2 separate regions of the Sus scrofa genome follow, and region 2 is linked to region 1. Evidence: chromatin contacts called from public HiChIP or PLAC-seq data. All regions are on one chromosome and are shown on one strand. Each heading gives the region's core, a stretch centred on a gene start, on an enhancer-like site or on the middle of the called end of the contact. The rest is flanking DNA. Distances are from core to core; before and after follow the strand shown. Region 1 overlaps LDB3 (LIM domain-binding protein 3). Region 2 overlaps GLUD1 (glutamate dehydrogenase 1).

Region 1 (2,700 bases), core at 184-2,683:
AAACCAGAGGACACATAGCAATAACAAAAATGCTAGGGAATTTGGACAGTCCTACTGCATCACGTTGTGAAGCTGCCCACCTGTCTGGTCTTTGGTTTCCTCAGCTGGGACAGGCTAACTCAAGGCATAGAGAACACACATGACAGGCAAGAGAGTGGCCTGCACTGGGTCTGCCCGTGGCTGGCCTTGCTGGCTGACTGTCCCATTGCTCTGGTCTTTTCTCATCACTGCAAGCAGGAAAGCTCAGCCTTTGTCCCCCTTTTTCTAGGTAAAGTCTGGCCTCTTCCCAGAGCTTGAGGGCAATTCTCAGGCTGGCTTGCAACCCTGCTCCATGAACCTAAGGGGTGATAAGACAGGAACTGAGGCGGGAAGGGCCTTGCTTTAGGGAGCTGACTTTATGTGTAGGGCAGAGAAACCATGATCAGCCCTTTATTTTACAAAATGCACTCTGACAGCAATGTAGAGAAGGAATGGTAGGAGCGGCTTTGGCATCAGACTATGCCAGGGCCCCCTCTGCTATCTAGGGCAAAGTACTTCATCTCTTTGGTGCCTGAATGTCCTCATTTGAAAAATAGGCATGGTATTATGTACACTTGGTGCTCTAAGGATGAAATGAAGCACCCAGCACAGTGTTTGGCACACAGGAGGTGCGTTCTCTGACCCTTCAGAGCCAGGGACACAAAGTTCTGAGGTTAAAAATGCACAGGCTTAGGGAGCAATTTGCAGAGGGCTGAAGTGGTTTAAAAAAAAAAAAAAAAAAATCCCATATGGCGCTGGAGGAAGCAGCTGCCCTGCGGAGATGGGGAGCACAGGAGGGAGTGTGTAAAGGAGTTTGGATGAGCAGCGGCGGCGGGTGGAGTAGGGATTCCGGGTGCAGGGAGGGGATTTCCGCCCCGGCCTGGGCTTCGGGGCCAGGCGGGTCCTTCTGGGCATCTTCCGGGGCGGGTCCCCAGCTTCGGCGCCGCCGCCTCCGCCGCCGGCTCTCCTTCGCAGGCCCGCCAGGGGGCGGCACGGCACCAGGGGAGCGCACCTTCTGGCCTGTCGGTCGCCCCTCTCCTCCTTCCGGGGATGGAGCCCAGGCCGGCGAGACGTGCCGGAGCCCCGGCGCTGCGGGCCTCTGCAGAGTTCCCAGGCCTTGCAGACGTTAACTCATTCTTGCCCAGAGGGAAGGAGGTGGCCCGACAGGCGCGCGCCGGAACTGGCCTGCCTCCGCCCCTCCTCCGCATCCCTCTCCTGGGGATGGGGTCCTGGGGAGGCTGGCAGGCGGCCCGGGGAGAAACCGGGATCGTGGACTTGGGCCCCCTCCGCTGTTCTCCTCTGCAGCTCCTGGCCCCGGAGAGGGCGGGGAGCCCGCGTGCGGCCTGGGCCGCAGCCCCGGCGAGGGCTCCTCCGGTCCGAGGGTGGCGTTCGCAGTGGGATCTTATCGCCGGCGCCGAGGCTGGGCGGCCGCTCCCTGGAGCACCTGGGGCTCGGGAGGGGGCTGTGGGCGGAGGGGCCTGGCGCAGGCCGGAGGAGGCTACGTAGGCCCGCGGGCCAGGCGGGGGCCGGCTGTTCTCGGGAGCCGGGCACAACCTGGAATGAGTCAGAAATCACCTTGTTTAATTACATATTCCTAAGCCGCCGAGTGTGATAGGGGCCTTTTGAACTCGCCAATTAGAGATGAAATATCACCTTCTAATTTGGACGGGCTTCATTCCGTCAAGCAGAAATAGCAACAGCCCCGGGCTCTGAGATGGGATATCAGATCTCTCCGGGCACGTCGGGGATGGTATGGCCAGCCAGGTGAAGGGCTGGAGCTGTGAAGCAGTATCCCCGCGCCCCCATCCTCACCTGGGACGCGGTGCTATGGCAGAGAGGAGCTGCCCGCCCGGTCCTCCTCGAATAAGGAAAGGACTTTAGCTGGAGGGGGTTAGGGGAGTAGTTACCTGGGGGCCAAGATGCAGCCCACCGGGGCCCAGATACCAGCATGCTTCTGACCTGCTTAGACCTTTGTGCTGTGGGGGTTTAGAGAAGGGGGGGTTGATCATGGAGTCTGGAAGTCTTCCCAGAGGAGGGAAGAGAATGGCTGCCAGGCAGAGAGAATAGGGTTAGTATTACTGGAGGGAAGCTGGAAAAGTGGGCAAGGGCCAGATGTGGAAAGAGCTTGCTAAAGCCTGTTTTGCTGCCTAGGGAGTGGTTAAGCAGGGAATCTGGAATTGAGTCCTGCTGCCTGAGCTCCAGATTCAGCTAGATGGTTCACTAGCTCTACAACTTTGAGGGAGTCACCTAAGCTCTCCAAGCCTCAATTCCTCATCTGTGAAATGACTTGAAAATACTATCTGCCTCATTGGATTGCATGGAATATTACCTGAAATAATACAAGGGCCTGGCACTTGAAAGCAGTCAGTACTTGGTAACCGTTGTCCTGATTAGGACAGCACTGTCCAGTGACAATACATTTTCTAGTAGCTACATTTTTAAAAAAGTAAAAAGAAGCAGGTGAAATTAATTGCAATGTATTTTATCTAACTCAGTATATTCAAAATACCATTTCAATGTATAAACAATATAAAATTATTAGTGAAATGGGAAGTTTAATAAACCAGAGTTCCCATTGTGGCTCAGTGGGTTAAGAACCCGACTAGTATCCATGAAGATGTGGGTTCGATCCCTGGCCTCACTCAGTGGATCAAGGATCTGGCATTGCTGTGGCTGTGGTGT
Region 2 (2,785 bases), core at 8-2,507, 270 kb after region 1:
GAGAATGAGAAAATGAAGCGAACAGGGAAAAGCAGTTAAATTGTTGGGAGCTGAGAGCCTACTTGAAGTTAATGGTCAGAGGTGAAAGAATCAGCAGGCCTCTTGCTACAGGTGAACAGGCACAGAAGGGAAAGAGAGCTGGATTCCACCAGGGCTCAGGTGTTAACAAGGGGGTGTGATGAGGCAAAACAAGTCCAGGAAGTGACAGTGATGGCGAATCAAGTTTACGTGAAGACAGAGGTGATGAGGGACAGTGAAAGGTGATCAGGTCAATGATGTAGATCCCGGCAGGGCCAGAGCATGGCTGGGGAGGGGGAAACTAAAGTAAAGGAGCTGAAAGAAAAAACTTGTTTTTCAACTGACAATTATTATATAAGACTCTTACTTATTATCAATAAAAGAAATAACATTAAAGCCTAAAATTTAAGTACTGAAAGCCTTTGAAAATCAGGATACTAATACATTAGGTGAAGATTATTTTAAAAAAGGATAAAAATGAAAGCTATCATTGCTGTCCTCTTAATTCCCAACCTAGGAATTTCACTGCTATGCGGCAGGCACTTGCTGGGACACTGGGTGACCACAGGGAGGAGCAAGAAGCCCATCTAGAACACAGAACAGTAGCAGGTCCTATAAGTTACATGATGGGAAGATGAATGAAATGCTAACACACAGTGAGGCCCTTTGAGGAAAGCCACAGAGATGCAGATACTTAAGCAGGGAGTGGGCCAGAGGGACCAGAACCAAGAGACACCTCATACTGGGTAAGCGGAAGGTTCTTTGAGGGAGCAGTGAATACCGAGAGCAGAGAAAGAATCTTTTCTCCTTCCAAACAAAACTCTTAAAACTTTTTCCCATGTTGAATTGTTTTCTTAGGATACATTACCAGAGAGGATGTTATTACAGTGTCAAAGGGCAGGAACACACTTCTGCACTGTCATCAGGATAAAGCTACAACTGTTTCACCACAGATGTGGTGAGTATAAGATCCACTGTCTTTGCTAGCTTAATACATTACAGAAATCTTATTTTAATTTGTATTTCTTTAATGGCAAGGTTAAACAGTAGGATTTTATTGTCTGTCTAATCTGTTTTCTTTAACTCTTCATGTAAATACAGCAATTTCATTTTTTTAGATAGTTCAATCTAGAGTTCACTGTCCAATTTTACTTCTCTAAAGCCTCTTAAGAGTTACAATCTACAGTAATTCTCCACAATTATGTTAGAATAACTTGTTGAGTCATCTGCATTGCAAAAGTATCAAAAGGAGAACTGTTAATCATTTACTTCAAACTAAGATTCTTAGCCCATTTTTAGAACAGAGTGAAAGAGGAAGGTCAAAAGCACACACAAGCACACAAGTCATACAATTACTGTCATGTTGACTACCACTCCTCAATTCCAATTAATCTACCCGGCCTGATCTAAAGAAGAGAGAGCAGGCTGGGTGTGTAAAATGTGACTCTGTCACAAGCACACTCACCGATATCCTGTCTTGGAACTCTGCTGTGGGTACAATGGGAATGGTTCCACCGTGCTTTCCAAATTTTCTTTCCAAACTCTCCTGAACAGACACTATAAAAAGCCAAAAATGACATAACACCAAAAGTGGTCCCAAACTATATCCACAACCCCAAAACAAGTAGTTTTAGAAACCTTTAACATTAATGTCATAAGAGGGTTAATCATTTAAAACTCAAGCTAAAAAGGAATAAAGCACGTTGCCAAATTCCTATATAAATGTGAATTTAGGTCACTGCTCTGTTTCCATAACACCCATTACCAGGGCTTTTCCTTGGCTCTTTAAAAAAGAAAATGCTCAGGGAAAAAGGAACGGAAATCGATGGGAACACTTCACCCAGATTCTCAGAGTGGGCTCAGTAAAGCTCAGCTGGAGGTCTTGGTCTTATTTCAGCTTGAGGATCATTCTAGTGTTAACTCTGGAGCCTACTCTAGCCAAAGACAAGCAGTATTCTCATCAAAAGACTCAAAAAATTCTTGACAGGCCTTTACTAAGAGCAACGTAAGATAGAAATGGATAAGTATCAATGGGAGTTCCTGGTTTAAAATGATACTCTTTATACTACTAATTTACAGCTGCTTTATAAGGTAATGCCCCTAGAACATAAACATTTTAATATAAATATATTCAAGAGGATGAATATTTGAATACGTATTAAGAAACTGTATATTTTTGGTCTAAGACTCCCAAGACCAAAAAATAGTTTTCTGTTCTAAGATTAAATTCTCTGTGAGTTTAATTAGTCCTTTTATTATATTCAGATTTTCCCCAACTTTTTAGATGGCCCAAAAGATTATCTTTGGAGAACAAGATAATCAGAACTTACTGAGCAAGTGGTAGTTGGAATCCCTTTCATATTTGAAGGTCAAACGGCCGTAGCTGACATGATTTAGATTCTTCAGCCACTCAAAGTAAGATACTGTCACTCCTCCAGCATTCAAGTAGAGATCCTATACACGAAGTGACAGGAAAACACCAAAGAAATGAGACAATGATTTTAATAAAACCTTGCAATGAGAGGAGTTCCTGCCATGGCTCAGGGGAAACAAATCTGAATAGCATCCATGAGGATGAAGGTTTGATCCCTGGTCTTGCTCAGTGGGTTAAGGATCCATCATTGCTGTGAGCTATGGTGTAGGTGGCAGACTTGGCTCAGATCCTGTGTTGCTGTGGCTGTGGTGTAGGCCAGTGGCTACAGCTCCAATTAGACCTCTAGCCTGGGAACCTCCATATGCCACGGGTGTGGCCCTAAAAACAAAAAAC

Evidence for each region. HiChIP or PLAC-seq counts read pairs in DNA pulled down with a chosen protein or histone mark.
Region 2: a contact with region 1 is called in an H3K27ac HiChIP or PLAC-seq map of alveolar macrophages. The contact joins two enhancer-like sites. A contact is called at or near these places in 1 of 47 Hi-C or Micro-C datasets (embryonic fibroblasts) and 1 of 2 datasets of contacts at active chromatin or transcription factors (alveolar macrophages).

What each region holds. Positions count from the first base shown.
Region 1 is chr14:87,699,473-87,702,172 of Sscrofa11.1, forward strand. All of the region lies in intron 9 of LDB3 (LIM domain-binding protein 3), which reads left to right. Among named protein-coding and RNA genes, the nearest start is that of LDB3, 40 kb to the left of the region's middle. Within about 2 kb of position 1,434, at least 55 of the 83 cell types and tissues checked have an H3K27ac peak or open chromatin away from gene starts, as enhancers often do. A contact at or near this core is called in alveolar macrophages and embryonic fibroblasts, where this site is marked.
Region 2 is chr14:87,972,479-87,975,263 of Sscrofa11.1, forward strand. GLUD1 (glutamate dehydrogenase 1) reads right to left here. Exons shown (of 13, transcript NM_001244501.1): 10 at 2,349-2,472; 11 at 1,484-1,575. Among named protein-coding and RNA genes, the nearest start is that of GLUD1, 32 kb to the right of the region's middle. Within about 2 kb of position 1,258, at least 21 of the 83 cell types and tissues checked have an H3K27ac peak or open chromatin away from gene starts, as enhancers often do. A contact at or near this core is called in alveolar macrophages and embryonic fibroblasts, where this site is marked.